2 separate regions of the Mus musculus genome follow, and region 2 is linked to region 1. A link is a contact called in public Hi-C data. All regions are on one chromosome and are shown on one strand. The core of a region is the stretch at or near the end of the contact, and the rest is flanking DNA. Distances in the headings are between cores, read along the strand shown.

Region 1 (7,634 bases), core at 1,299-3,798:
CTTCTCTCAAAGATAGCCCTGGCCTTGTCTAGTCTGTCTGTCTCTCTCTGTCTCTCTGTCTCTCTCTGCCCTGGACTCTTGAAGATGCTGCTGGATATTTTCTCTCTTACCAATAATAAAAATCTTTCGCCACGCCCACACCACAGAGCGATCGTTTCAGAGGTTTCTTGACCATGCCCTCTTGCGGACATACACAACATCTTATCACCGGCTATGTTGCCACTTAACTAATTCACCCTGGCTGGCCACTGTGGTACTTCTGTAATTTTTGCCTTTTGTCAACATTGTGACACTTTTTAGCATAAAGTTCTTTCCTATGTGTTACATTATCGCCTTAGAATAGACTCTAATGAAAATCACTGGCTTAAAGGATATACTGATTTGCAAAGCTCTTGGTAGCAATGGCTTGCTGAAGAAGCAACTGAACTCGTGCCCAGGACTGAGCATGCGCACTGTGCTTGGAACCTTGTGGATTTTGGTTGGGTAGCGCTGGTCATGTGACCAATGAGCAGTCTCTCTCTCTCTCTCCAGGTCCCCACCAGACTGAGCTCTCAGCTTTACCCCTGTCGGGGGTCCCAGATTCTCGTCGTCCACCAAATGTGAACAGCTTCTTAGAAGACTGGGCTAGGACCTACTTTAGGCATCCTAACATTAGAGAAAATGTGCGGGTTCTCTGTCTCTAGGGGTACACATGCTGCCTGTGTAGCTGTCAGTGAAGTATACTTCAAGAAAACCAAGAACTTCAAGGAAGTTGTGTCCAGATTCTGGGGAGGACCCTCCCACATATACCATCAGTTTATCTGAGAGCAACTCCCTCCCTCCTCATCCAGACTGCCTGCAAGGGCAAAGACTGAGCATGCGCACAATTGTCTTTTCTGCTTGCACCTCCTCCTGCCTCTCCCCCCACTTCCCTCATAACTTGACTTTTTTCAAAACCTATTTTTAATGATGGTGCTTAAATGTTTTAAGCTCCCGTTTAGCCCACCACCCGCCAGAGGTAGTGGGAAAGAAAAGATACAGGGTGGGTGGAGGAGATGGAGGGGTGAAGGAGGTGGGGGGGGAGGGGGAGTGGACCTGTTTAGAAAGGTTCTTTGTAGCAACTCCTGTCTGTGTTGTCTGGAAATCAGCAGTTCAGTTCACAGGTCAGCAGCGGCAGCTCCATCCACTCACAAGCAAACATGAATTAGCAGCAGTGGCAGAGATAGCCAGACCTCAGCCTCAGCACAAGTCAGCAGGAGGGACACCGAGGAATGCCAGGAAAAGGTCTCAGCTATGCCTCTCTCATTGAAGACGCAAGACCCACAGTCATTGCACAGCTAGCTCAGCCTTGGTCACTGTCTGTCCACTCTTGTGGATCCTCCAAACGTCCCCGTGTCCTCCATGGGTCTTGCCTCAGCACGTGAGTCTGTCTCCGCTGACATCACTCTGCCAATTATCCAGAGTCTGCGGAAGCAGCAAGAAACTGCAGCACACCAACGGAAGTTACTCTCTGTGGAGTCCCTACAAATGCAGCTCAACTATGCAATGTAAGGCAGACCAATACATGCTTGTCATTAGCGTTAATGAAGAATCCTTCATCATGCGTCCTTTCATGTGCTTGCTTTAGCAGGACATCCTCTCTCCTGTGTCTGCTTTAATGAAACATTCCTTCACGAGTCTGCTTTAGTCTGTCACCTGTGTCCACTTTAGGAAAACACTCCTTCACATGTTTGCCCCAGCAAAACACCATCCGACACAACTGATTTCCCAAAGAACCCTTAAATTTCCACTTCACCTGAGTGCTGGGATTAAAGGCCTGTGCTACCACTGCCTTGCCAAAGCCTCTACCCCTTTCCTGCTCGTTTAGCCTCTCTTTAGGGTTTTCCTGAGGTTATTTCCTGAGATAGTCACTGCCTCATTTCTCCTCCAGATTTTTTTTTTAAAATGTAGGCAAGCATGACCTTGAACTCTGGTTTAGTTAGCTTGCTTTAAGGTTTATTTTAAAATTTTAATTATGTGCCCATGTGTGAGTATGGTCGCCTGGGGAGTCCAGGAAAGGGCATCAGATCTCCCTAGAGCTAGGGGATACTGACGTGGATACTGAACTTGGGTCCTCAGCAAGAATGAAGCAGGCACTCTTAGCCACTGAGCCTCCTCTCTAGCCCTGACCTTGTTCTCCAAGTGCCCTTGCCTCCACCTCCCCAACAGACTGGTGTCCCCACACCTGGCCCACCAGGAAATAATTTAAACATCAAACAGACTAGACTCTGGCTCATAATTTCCTAAAAAGGAGGGCTGATCGTGTTCCCATGACAACCCACAGGGGCCTCTACTCCCTTCTCCAGCCCAGACAGCCTAGACTTGCAAGATTGGCTTCTTTCAGAAGTTAATGTAGGGGGCGGGGGTGGGGGTAGAATCTGGACAGATGGTAACCAGGCTGCCCTAAAAGTACGCGGAATTGATGGAAAATGCAAATTCATCGCCAGCGCCAGGCAAACACAAGGTGGAGCCCTGGAGTCCAAATTGGGAGCAAGCAACTTTAAATATCACAGAGCGACTTCTTGTCCTTCATAGTAAGCCATGTGGTCCACACAGAGCCTTCCAGAGACCCACAGGAGACTTGGCTAAAGAAGCCGGTCTCTGTGCGGCCGCCCTCTGCTGGAGTAATTCATGAACAGCATCTGGTCAGAAGAGAAGGAACCCGGAGGGCTCTGAAGCCCCTCCGAACCTTTAGGGTCCCCCTTTAAAAGTCACCATCTTCAGGAAGCCTACTCCACCTCTGCAACTACAAGAAGGCTTGGCCATGGGCACAGCCTTTCTTTTGCTTTCTGCTGGTAATGGCGCCTGCCCTTGCTTCAGGGAGGCACAGCCTACGTCCCCTCCTCTACTAATTTATGAGTTCCCAGGGGGGAAAGGATATTTAAAAAAAATTTACTCCCAACGGAATTTGCACCTGCCTAGAGATGTCTGATGTAACTAAGTGCAAAATTCACATCGTTGAAGGGAGTCCTTTGAATTCAAATGTCACATCTCCGAAGAAGCCCACTTAAAACACATCTATTAAAAGATGTAAACAAGTTGCCTGGACACTGAGTCATTAGCCACTTGGGGTGTTGGCGCATTAGCCGAGCCCAGAGCTCAGAACCACGACATTATGGAAAATGCTGTTAAGTAGCAAAGAAAGATTAAAAAAAAAAAAAAGGCAGTGGGAGCAAAAAGAAGACTAGAGGAAGAGAGGGCTGATCAATAGGAACTCCTGAAGCTACTGACGTCACTGGGCACGTCTGGGGAGACTTAAGGGCTGGAGGGATCTGAGGGGCACCTCACACTCACCCTGGGGACCGTCATCTCAAAAGATTCCAAAATACATTAACTGGGTCCAAATGCAAAAATATGGTCTGGTAAAATGCAATCGATAGTGCTTAATTAAATGTCAGTAAAACATAACATTATGCCAACTTTATTGAGTGCTAAATATTCATTCAATTTTAAAGAGTTTGTGGGTTAGATTTTTTTTTTCCCACTTCATAAGAATTCCCCGGTAGAGATGGGGACTCCTGGGAAATTGTAGCCAATTGTAACAAAATATTACTCATCGCCACACAATTTTCAAACCAAAATCATAATGCCCCTCGTTCAAATTTCCAGAGCAAATTGGTCTTAATGTAGGGTGTGAGAGCATTTTAGTGTAATTAATGTAAAAAAAAAAAAAAAGCTGGGAGTCTCTGGGGTTGACCAAATCCAACAAATGACCCTGCATACCAAAGGCCAATTTCCTTCATTATTTTACAATTTCACCCCCAATGCTACCACAGTCCTATATGTTCCCAAATGTCATACATGCCAAACATATATATATATAATATAATATATATATTAACAAACTTTGGGGGAATACTTTTGGATTTACAGAAAGGTTATAAAGATGATAGAGTCCCCTAATCTTGCTTAGTGTTTTGCATAACAGTTCTGCTGAAACTGAGAAAGCATGGGTGGTACCAACGAGCACCTCTAGAATTTATTTGGACTCCAGCAGTTTTTATAGTTTGTGGATACAATCTAAATTAGCATTTAATTATCCATCTCTGTGGCCACCTGGCTGGTGACAGTTTCTCAGCCCTCTTGTGACTCCTGTGTCCTTGTTTGGTGTCATGGTTGCATATGTTTGACCCAGGGAGTGGCACTATTTGGAGGTGTGGCCTTATTGGAGTAGATGTGGCACTGTAAGTGTGGGCTTAAGACCCTCATCTTAGCTGCCTGGAAGTTAGTATTCTGCTTGCAGCCTTCAAATGAAGATGTAGAACTCTCAGCTCCTCCTGCGCCATGCCTGCCTGGATGCTGCCATGTTCCCACCTTGATGATAATGGACTGAACCTCTGAACCTGTAAGCCAGCCCCAATGAAATGTTGTCTTTATAAGAGTTGCCTTGAAGAAGTGTGAGTGGGTGGGTAGGGGAGCAGGGTGGGGGGAGGGTATAGGGGACTTTCTGGATAGCATTTGAAAATGTAAATGAAGAAAATATCTAATAAAAAATTGAAAAAAAAAAGAGTCGCCTTGGGGCGGGGTGGGGGTGGGGAGAGAATTGCCTTGGTAATGGTGTCTGTTCACAGCAGTAAAACCCTAAGACGGTTGGCTTAAGAGGGGGCGGTGTATGCAGTGCAGCCCGGGAACCCCAGGAGCAGTGGTTAGCTCAGGAGGCACCCAAGCCTCCACCTCTAACTTCTTTCCCAGTGAAAGCAGTTCAGATGCAGAGTTTTGCGGAATGTCCCTCCTGAAAGGCCTACCTGATGTGTTTCTCAGGCTCAGGCGATGGCTGCCGGTTCAGGAAGAGCAGCACAGAAGTGCAGTGCCTCGATCATTGTATCCTACCGGGAGATGGCACCGCACAGCATCCCTGGTGACGCTAGCTTCTGTCCCACGCAGGGTTTTCCAGTGCCCCCCTGGCACAGACATTACCCACTGCTTCCACGATGTATCTGGATGTGACTCAGTCCCACACTTACATGGAGGGACACAAGTTCCACCTCCAAAAGGAGGTTGTATATCATTTGCAATTTAGCTTTAAGAAAAATTTGTTTCTTGCTCTCATCTATTTGTTAAATCATTCATTTTTACCAGTATGGATTCATTTATAGGCTATCTTTTGGGCTCTTAAAAAAAATCACCCCACCACGTATTGCCTAAAATATTTTAGCTTCAGTCACTGGGAGGTTTTTCAAGTTGGCCTCCATGTTTCTTTGACATTATTCGTCCACTTTGTGTTGATAGAATGAAATGCTCAAGGCAGGCTAACCTTATAAAGAGTAGAGGTTTGCAAGCAGGCAGAGGTGGAGGCCAACCGAGTTTCTTTTCCTTTTGCTGTGATCAAATGGCTTAACAGAAGCAACTTAGGAAGGAACAGCTTATTATGGCTCATGGGTCAGAGCTGTTCCATCTATCATGGCGCAGAAGCCTCAGCAGCTGGAGCCAATCACAGACCAGAATCACTGAGGCCCACGAGTGAAAACTGAGCTCAGCCCCGCCTCTACAGAGTCTGAGATGCCAACCTCGGCATGGTGCCATCTTCAGGGGACATGTCTTGCCACCTCATTAAAGCAATCCAGACACTCTCCCTCAGACAGGCCCAGAAGCCATGCCCCAGGGAATGCTAGGTCAGGTTGACAAGGACCATTGGGTTCCCTGGAGTAACAGACCGTATAGAGTTGATGTATACCAAAAGGGATGTATTAGATAGGCTAACAGTGTGGTCTGGACAGTCCAACAGTAGCAGTCTCAACAGAGAGCCCAGTAGCTGGTCAGTCCCCGAGGCTTGGGGACCTCAGCACCCCCAGTCTGGCTTAAGGGATTCCTGGAGAGCTGCTGGCCTTAAAGAAACTTGGGTTGTGACAGCAGGGATGGAATCCAGCGATAGCAGTGGTATCGAGGTGACAGCGGCAGAGGCAGCGGCAGCAGGATGAGCCTGTCTCACCAGCAAAGACAAGGGAAAAGAAGCAGAAGCCAAGCTTTCCGTGTCGGACCTCACTGAGTCTGACTGCCGGCAGAAGGTTGGTGTGGCTCCTCTCATTTTAAATAACCAGGGCAGGGGCTGGAGAGGTGGCTCAGTGGTTAAGAGCACTGACTGCTCTTCCAGAGGTCCTGAGTTCAATTCCCAGCAACCACATGGCGGTTCACAACCATCCTTAATGGACATCTGATGCCGTCTTCTGCTGTGTCTGAAGACAGTGACAGTGTACCCACATATGGCCGAAGTGGGGCCGAAGTGAGCAGGGCTGGAAAAAGAAATAATAACCAGGGCAGGAAAATCCCTATGGGCAGCCAACCGGCTTGCCTTTGAGTTGATCCCAGATCCAGTTAAGTTGGCAACTCACATTATCCATTATAGAGGCTGGAAATCCTAACAGCATGCCCCAGATTCCTAAGAGGGCTGGCTCCCCATTGGCTGTCACCGAATGACAGACAAAGGATATGACAGGGACCATGTCACCAGGAAGTCAGGGACCTGAGCAGAAGAGGATCAGCCTTTCATAACAACAGCCCTCTTGCAGACACCTCCAGCCACACTGGAAATGCTTTCATCCTTTCCAAGGGCTGCACCATCAGCCAACTCAAGGTCCAGTATTCCTGCCTGTGCATAGAGACCCTAATCCCTAACACACAAACATCTAAGTCATGGCACTTTTTTTTTTCTTTTAGTAATGAGGATTGAACCCAGGACCTCACACAAGCTGGGCAATTGTTCTATTACTGAGTCTCATCCTACCCTGTGTTTTAAGAAGCCCTTCCTTACTCTCTGCCACTACAGATCAATACCTTATTCATTTACCTGTGTGTGTGTGTATTTGTGTGTGCATGTGTATGAGTGTATGTATTTGTGTGTGTACATATATTTGTGTATGTGTGTATGTATTTGTGCATGTATATTTGTGTATATATATATTTGTGTGTGTATGTATATTTGTGTGTGTATTTGTATGTGTATGTATATTTGTGTATGTATTTGTGTGTGTATTTGTATGTATATGTATATTTGTGTATGTATTTGTGTGTGTATTTGTATGTGTATGTATATTTGTGTATGTATTTGTGTGTGTGCATTTGTGTGTGTGTATATGTGTGTGTTGTTTGTTTTTTTGAGCAGGGTGTTTCATTGGCCTGAGTCACAACATAGACCATGCTGGCTGGCCAGAGAGCTCCTGGGAGCCTGTATTCCCCTCCCCAGCACTGGGATGATAGCTTATCATTGTTCTATTGCTATGAAGAGACACCATGAGCAAGACAACTTTTATAAAGGAAGGCATTTAATTGGAGGTGTGTTTATAGTTTTAGACTATAGTTATAGTCCATTATCATGGTGGGAAGCGTGGTGGGATACAGGCAGGCATGGTGCTGAAGAAGTAGCTGAGAGCTACATCCTGATTGGCAGCAGCAGCAGCAGGTGCATGAGAGACAGAGACAGAGACAGACAGAGAGAGAGAAAGAGACAGAGAGAGAGACAGACAGAGACAGAGACAGAGACAGAGAGACAGAGAAAGACAGAAACAGAAACACACACACAGAGACACAGACAGAGAGAGACAGAGAGACAGAGACAGACAGAGACAGAGAGAGACAGAGACACACATAGACAGAGACAGAGTCAGAGAAAGAGAGAGACA
Region 2 (7,634 bases), core at 3,497-5,996, 310 kb after region 1:
ATACACAAGTAAGCAGACTCATGACACCAAGAAGACAAAACCTGTGAACCTGTGTTTTTAGCTCTTTTTTTGTTTTGTTTAGTTTGTTTTTGTTTTGGGGACAGGAGTCTTACTTACTATGGCAGTGCTGGCTGGCCTGGAACTTGCTATGTAGACCAGGCTGACTTCAAATTCAAGGAGATCCACCTATCTGCCTCTGCCTCCTGAGAACTAGGATTAAAGGTTTTCACACCTTGTCCAGCTCACTCCTTTTTTTTAAAAGAAATTATTTCTTCGCCAGGCATGTTGGTACACGCTTTTAATCCTAGCAATGGGAGGCAGAGGCAGGTGGATCTCTGAGTTCAAAGCCAGCCTGGTCTATAGAGTGAGTGCTAGGTCAGCCAGAGCTACACAGAGAAACCCTGCCTCAACACCCCAAACAAACAAAAGCAAGTAAACAAACAACAAATTATTTCTTCTTTCGATTTTATACAAACATAATGTATTTTTGACCATATGCCCCTCATTATGTCTCTCATCCTTTCCCCTCCCACTCAGCCCCTCCTTCTCCTGCTCAGCCCCTCCTTCTCCCGCTCAGCCCCTCCTTTTTTCTAAGAAGCACCTCCTTCTTCTCATTCTAATATTCCTACCAGCTACCTTGGTGCCCGGCCTACACTAAGACTCATATTTGTACTAAAAGATAATAAACGTATATGTGTATACGTAAGAGACCGCATAGCTACCTTCCAGCGCACAGATGTATACTCACTCTTAGGAACCAGAGGAGGCAGGCTGCCATGTTCAGGGGCCACTATGCTTCCCAGGATGGGCTCCTTCTGGGAAACAGGCACTTTTGGGGCAATGCCCGCCGTTGCCTCACTCTCAGTCATGGCTGGTGGAGGGGCAGGGAGTCGGTACTCTGTGCACTAGGTCTCAGGCTGCAAGAGGTGCAACACAGACTTGCAGGAAAACCCTTCACAGCGGATCCTGCCATGGGGGCGGGGTGGGGGACAGGTGCTCACCAGAGGCCGTGCACTGCGCGGCTCTCAAAGACCTCCACACCCTCCTATGCTCTCTCCTGCTTGTTTTGCCACCTTCTTCCACTTCTCCCTCCCTCATTCTCAGCTCCTCCCCTCCCCCTCCCTCTACCCCCCCCTTGGTTTTTCAAGACAGGATCTATCTCACCCTAGCTATCCTGTCTCTCACTCTAGTCCTGGCTGGCCTGGAACTCAAAGATCCTCCTGACTTTGCCTCTTAAGTGCTGGGATTAAAGGTGTGCACCACCACCTGGCTCCATTCTCTTCTCTTGCCTCCTGTCCAATACATGCTCTCCCTGTCCCTTCTCCTGCTATGTCTCCCGATCCTGAGCCATTTCCGGGCCTCCTTTCCATCTTCCTGACCCATGTACCTCTTTTTCCTCTCTGCTCCTCTCCCAACCCCCCAGGTCCTCTCCGGGCTGGCCCAGATGATGAGAGAGTGCTGGTACCCCAACCCCTCTGCTCGCCTCACCGCACTGCGCATAAAGAAGACATTGCAGAAGCTCAGTCACAATCCAGAGAAGCCCAAAGTGATTCACTAGCCCAGGGCCACCAGGCTTCCTCTGCCTAAAGTGTGTGCTGGGGCAGAAGACATAGCCTGTCTGGGTAGAGGGAGTGAAGAGAGTGTGCACGCTGCCCTGTGTGTGCCTGCTCAGCTTGGCTCCCAGCCCATCCAGCCAAAAATACAGCTGAGCTGAAATTCGATCTGCCTCCGTCTGGGCTGCTCAAAGTGGCCGGCTCTCTGACGCCTGGCTGGGTTCCCCATCCCCAAGGCCAGCAGGGTACACCCACTACCACTCCCAGGGCAGGGTGGCCAAGCCAGGGAATCCCGGGCCCGGATCCTGGGCTTTCACTCTTCCCTACCCTTGGTCAACCTTACTGAACTGTCAGAGCTGCCAGGATGGCACAGGGCCCTGTCCAGCTTCAGCAGACATTCCACCTGCCGGGGCTCAGCCAGGGATACTCAGCAGCCTCAGTGTCTCTCTGTGGGTGTTTATTGCTTCTATGATGCCTTTTAGTTGTCCTGATTAGAGCCCCTGGCTAGTCTCTTGGGACAGGCGGTACCTGACTCTTCCACCCTCTGTCCCCTTACCATCTCAGCTGACTCACTAGGTCATCAAAATCCAAGGGCTCTCTGAGGAGAAGGTCAATCATGGTGGAAGCGATCGACCCAGCATTGCTCCGTTCGATAGGAGAGGTCTTCACCATCTTACCATCTTAGGTTTTGCCTCAATGTCCTCTGAGGTGTCTCAGAGCCTGATTTTCTTTGAAGCTCAGGCTGTGTGAAAGCTGAGTCTTGTCTATTATGCCCTGTCCGCTGTCGCTTGAGTCAAGCTGGGGTTTGTAAATAACGGCCAGGTTCCAGCATGGCCTAAAGTGCCCCCTAGGCTAGTCTCCAGGCCCCAGTTCTTGCCTTAAGCTATGCTAGCAGCCACCTCAGGACCCAGGCAGTACAAGAACTTCTGACTCCCTCTGCGGCTTGGCCTTCTGCCCAGGGCTCAAGGGTGGCTTCCTTTGGGGTCTCCAATACTGAAAGAAACTTAGCCCCTGTCAAGAAGCCTCCAGCAACCAGGGTTCTGCTCCCCACCCCCACCCCCGGCTGTGACTCTCTGGCCAAAGCCCACACCCTGGGCCAGACCCCAGAAAGTGAGCCTTGGGAGAACGTAGCCTAGAGAAACACAGAGAGTCTGGTATTTAGAAATGTGAAGGGTTCACCCACGTACTGAACAGGTGAAACTGAAGCCTGGGTTGATGGACTGAAGAGAAGTGAACTGTAGGCGAGGCTTAAGAAGGGTAAAGCAGGGTTCAGGCAAGAGACAAGGTCAGCCTCCATCTTGGGAAGACCTGGCCTAGAAACTATTGGCCACTGAAGGGAGAAACGGCGAGAGTTCATCATGCTCCACACAGGCCCCGACCTCTTGAGTTCCTCCAGTGTGACCTCCCAGCTCTCCAGCGCTGTTCTCTCTCTCAAGCCTGTCTTTCAGCAATATGCAAGGACCAAGGAGAACCAGGAAGTGAAACGAGACAAAAACAGAAAGTAGTCCGGCTTTCCCCAGACCAGTGGGGGCAAAGTCTGAAGGTTCTCCCGTCACTGGAGCCAGGGAATCGCTTTCTTGCCTGAAGGATTTTATTTCTACTGAACTTGGGAACAAATTTATCCCCAGACTCCACAGTCAGAGCCAGAAGACAGTAGCTCCTCCAAGGCCAGGAAATCCTAAGTGGAGGTGGGGGGGGGGGGTTGAACAACTGGAAACGTGGCAAGGAGAGTGGCCCTCTAGAGACAACTATCTTCAAATGCTTCCCAGTGCAGGTGTGTGAGTGGAACCACACAGTTTGTGGGAGCACTTGGCCTGTGACAGGCATGTAGTAGGTCTTCAATAAACCATGTTTGACCCCCTGAGTTTCTGCTGCCTTCCAGGCTAGTACCCCCCCGCAGTGGTCCAGTTGCAGGGGTCCAGAGAGAACCCTAGGGGGATGGGAAGTAGAGCATCCCAAAGTACACACCACCAAATTTCCCTGGGACAGGCTTGCTCTAGAATGCCCCCATACCTAGAACCGTGCTGAGTGAGGTTCAAACTTCAGATCCCACCCGGGATAGACAGCAACCTGATCCATGACAGCCACGTCGCCCTCTGCTGGCCAATGCGCTGCCCACGGCTGCCCTGCTCCCTTCCTACAGCGGGCTGGCTCCTCCCAGTAGGCCTGGGCCCTCCTTCCCGTCCCTGCCGCAGCGTGCGTGCTTGCGTGCATGCGTTCAGCTGTTCTGGGCTGTAGGGACTGTGCCTGGAAACCACACCTAGCAAAGGAGCTTTGTGCTTCCTTACTCAGAGGCGGCTCCGCCCCTCCCTGTTCAGCTCCTTCTTAATTCCCTCCCTAGGTGCTCCCCACCCCTTGTCTGCAATTAGTCCACACCCCCGGAATGAAAAGCTCCCCTTACCTGGAAATCTCAGAGAACACCTCATGTCCCCTTCCGCCCCACCCCAGAAACTATGAGCAAAGTGCCACTGGAGGGGTGAGAGAGAATAGGAGACCGTACTGAAGGAAGCTGGGAGGAGTCTTTTGGTTCAATCCAGCCCAGAAATACAAACTTTCTAAGAAGAGGGTGTTGGACCTTTCTTAGGAAAACAGGGAGGGTGCCCCAGTTTCTTCTGCGGTTGACAATTTGGTCTGCTCCCCATGCCTCCCAAGTGGGCACAAATCTGCAGCCTTCTGCGCTGGGGTCGTGGACCTCTCCCTGGCACATACAGCAGACAAGACCTTTCCCGAGGACTCTGAAGGGAGCCCTCAGAGGATGGTGACACTAATAGCATTCCCATTCTCCCACCTTTCCTTCCCCTGGAGTCCACACAGCCTGGCAGGCCAGGCCCCTAAATGACCACAGTGTGGTTGAGGACCGGGAAAAGGGCAGCGGGAAAACAGCCGTGCAAGAGTTCCGTGTGGGCTGGACAGGATCTGGCAGGACTGACCCGTCACCATGCTGTTAGAAGAGAATCTTTCGAGGTTACTAGGACCCAAATTCTTGGCCACTTGCACATGCTGTTACTGCCTTGGGGGAAAAGAAAGAGAAATCGCAAGCCTCTCTGCTCTTTGCTCTGATTTCCTGCGGTGACCCCAGCCTCCAACTTCCTTATTACATATAAAAAGTGAGGAAGCATTTCTATCCCTCCCTGAGAGGGTATGGTTGGTAGGGCATGCAAAACGGAGTGAGGGTGGCCCCTGCAGCCTGAGCCTTGACACTGACGCTCAGCCCTTCCTCTGCCAAGGCCTCTTGGTACCCCGGCTTTCATGGACAGCTCCTTTCCTTCCCAGACTCCATCCTCTCTCAGTCCTACCTCACCCTAGCCTGTGAGGAAGGAGCAATGCCTCCCCTGGCTTACCCCTTGCATTAAGATCAGCATCCCAAAGCCAGGTGTAGCCAGGCATACCTACAATCCCAGCACCTGGGAGGTGGAGGCAGGAGGATCAGGATTTCAGGGTTATCCTTAGCCACAAGATGATTTCAGAGGTCAGTCAGGGATACAAACGGAATAAAGAAATGGCAGCCCAAAAGATGGCAAAATCTGCATGCATTGAAGCCTACTCTGGGATAGGGTAGGGGTTTGTGTGCCCAGTCCAGTGTCCCAGGGCTGGGATTGATGGTAACTGTGCAGTCATCGCTCCGGGTGGGCGACTCTTGAAACAAGCTGCTGCTTCTACCAGGACCACATTCCGTTTGCTAGAAATAGAGACAGAGGGCTCCTCGACTTTGCATACAATTTGCATAATGTCATAGACACACTGTCTATTTTCAGGCAGTTTCCAGGTTCAAGTGTTACCACTGTTGCCCTGAGGGGTGTCATGTCTGGATGAGTCTCTGTTCTTTCTCACCCACCCACTCCTATTGACCTACATCCCCGGCTGCAGGAACACAAGAAGGGGAGGGCTGCCCAGGGAGACACAGTGGCGGCGAGAAGCCAGGGCATACTAGATTATCACCTCCATCACCAACAGCCCCTCCGCCGGTTGCGGTTGCCCAAGGGCAACTGATAGCGGCAGATAGGACGAAGGATTCAAGTACCCCAGCTCCCTTCCTTCCTCTGCCACCAGAACTGCCTGTCTGAGTGTTCAGACTTCTGACAGTTTCAAAGCAGGAGAAGGAGGAGGAGGAAAGGGAGGAAGAGGAGGAGGAAGACGGTTAGACAGATAAATAGATAACTTGGGCTTGAGCCACCTAGATTGACTTGCTTGTCCCCCAGATAATTGCAATAGGGGAACAGCGCTAACCTGCAGTCCACCACTCTCCTGCATCACGTCTGTGCTGAGTACCTGGCTGACCTAGAGTTGTGCCCTTCACTAGGACTGGTTGGGATGACTGTCACCGAGTTGCTTACGACCTTGGCAGGTCTTTGGCCTCTCCTCTGAGAAGAAGTGAGGCTGGCGATTAAAAGAATTCCCACTTTATAGTGACTTGTCCTTGGTCACTGAGGCTCAGGACTGGACTTCTTCTCTGGGCTCCCTCCTGTAAACACTCAAGCCCGGGGCCCCTGCTGGAGTATACAGTACAGCTTTCGCTGAATGCCAGAGCAATGCGTCTGGATTCTGGAAATCCCAAGACAGCTCAGTTAGGCTGATCAGCAGCAAGGCACTACCCAGAATTCCCAGTCTCTGGCATCCAATTCCCCTGGACCTGCCTCATCCCTTCAGGCAGGCGTTTCCTGTTGATAAGAAGCTTAGTTACAAACACTGATAAAGAGATGAAAAAGGAAGTCGACAGGCTAGGGTATGGCGGGCATTAGGTCTGCCTTTGCTACCCCTCTTCCTGCTTGATGCCACACACCCCTTCCCCCCACCCCCACCCCGCAACCATTTCCCAGAACTGCGCAGAAAACAGGCCCCCACCTCCACTCCCTATTTTGGAGACTCCCGTTATTTGGCCCGAAGTCTTACATAGTTCTCAGAACCCTGGGAGAGGAGCTTTGGAAGCAGGAAGCACTGAGTGCCGGGTCCCCCCAACCCCAAGTCCAGGGGCAAGGGCCGAGGCACAGAAAGTACTGCCCCACAGGTTGGGTTCCATCTGAGATCTTGTCTGCCCTTTTCTCAGAGGCCTGGATCAAAGCTGTGCTTTAGTGGCTGCTGGCTGGTCTCTAATTAGTAGATTTTTTTCCCCATCATTTTATTCTCGGGGTTACTGATGGGAAGTCTCGCTAATTTCCAGTTGACTAATTTGGAACCTGTGATCCTTCAGGACAAATGCTTCAGGCAGATGCTTAGAATAAGAAGCAAAGCAAACAAGTAGGGTTTAGATTACAGAGGCTGCTTTCTAAGCGCCCTGCCTGCAGTTACACCAGGTGGGTGAGGAGGCTCAGCCTGCTTCTGGGCTTCAAATTGTCCTTATTCAGGGACAGAAGGTACCACGATTTGATGTTGGACGTTGGACTTTTTTTTTTTTTTTTTTTTTTTTGTCTCCCCACAGATGCAACTCCTTAACAAAGCCGTCAAGCACACATAAATAGACTGGGTAGGTCTGTGTGCTCAAAGTTTAAAGTGAACGTCAGTACCCTGGGCCTGTGGCACTGTATTGAACACCTGCCTAGCACACACGGAGCCCAGGGTTCCATCCTCAGCACCACAAGTAAAACAGAATAAAAGGGGCTGGAGAGACAGCTCACTGGTTAAAAGCACTGACTGCTCTGCCTCAGGACCCACGTTCACTCCCCAGCACCCACATGGCAGCTTACATGACTTCTATTTCCAGGGGATCCAGTGCTCTTTTCTAGTCTCTGTAGGCACCAGGTACACTCGTGGTGCACAGAAATACACACAGTCAAAACACCCGTACATATAAAATAATAATTTTTAGAAATTAAAAATAAAGTAAGTTTAAGGGGCTAGAGAGATGGCTTAGTGGTTAAGAGCACTGGCTACTTTTCCCAGGGTCCTGAGTTCAATTCCCAGCAACCACATGGTGACTCTCAACCATCTGTAATGGGATCCGATGATCTCTTATGGTGAGTCTGAAGACAGCTACAGTGTACTCGTGTATGTGCAATAAAGAAATCTTTTTTAAAAAAATAAAGTTTAAAAAGAACGACAGTTTGGAGACTGTCTCCTGAAATCTTAACTATTTCTAGTCATGGC

What was found. Hi-C and Micro-C count contacts between places; a contact is called where the count stands out from the background.
Region 2: a contact with region 1 is called in a Hi-C map of the N1E-115 cell line, with 4 times the contacts expected there. The contact joins two enhancer-like sites. A contact is called at or near these places in 3 of 39 promoter capture datasets (the C10 cell line and liver), 1 of 484 Hi-C or Micro-C datasets (the N1E-115 cell line) and 5 of 115 datasets of contacts at active chromatin or transcription factors (embryonic basal ganglia, embryonic stem cells and memory CD8 T cells).

The regions. Positions count from the first base shown.
Region 1 is chr15:100,836,458-100,844,091 of GRCm38.p6, forward strand. No RefSeq gene overlaps it. Among named protein-coding and RNA genes, the nearest start is that of Gm35569, 6.3 kb to the left of the region's middle. Within about 2 kb of position 2,549, at least 25 of the 459 cell types and tissues checked have an H3K27ac peak or open chromatin away from gene starts, as enhancers often do. A contact at or near this core is called in the N1E-115 cell line, where this site is marked.
Region 2 is chr15:101,141,920-101,149,553 of GRCm38.p6, forward strand. Acvrl1 (activin A receptor, type II-like 1) reads left to right here. Exons shown (of 11, transcript NM_001277257.1): 11 at 1,424-3,417. The coding sequence ends at 1,558. Among named protein-coding and RNA genes, the nearest start is that of Acvrl1, 17 kb to the left of the region's middle. Within about 2 kb of position 4,747, at least 296 of the 459 cell types and tissues checked have an H3K27ac peak or open chromatin away from gene starts, as enhancers often do. A contact at or near this core is called in the N1E-115 cell line, where this site is marked.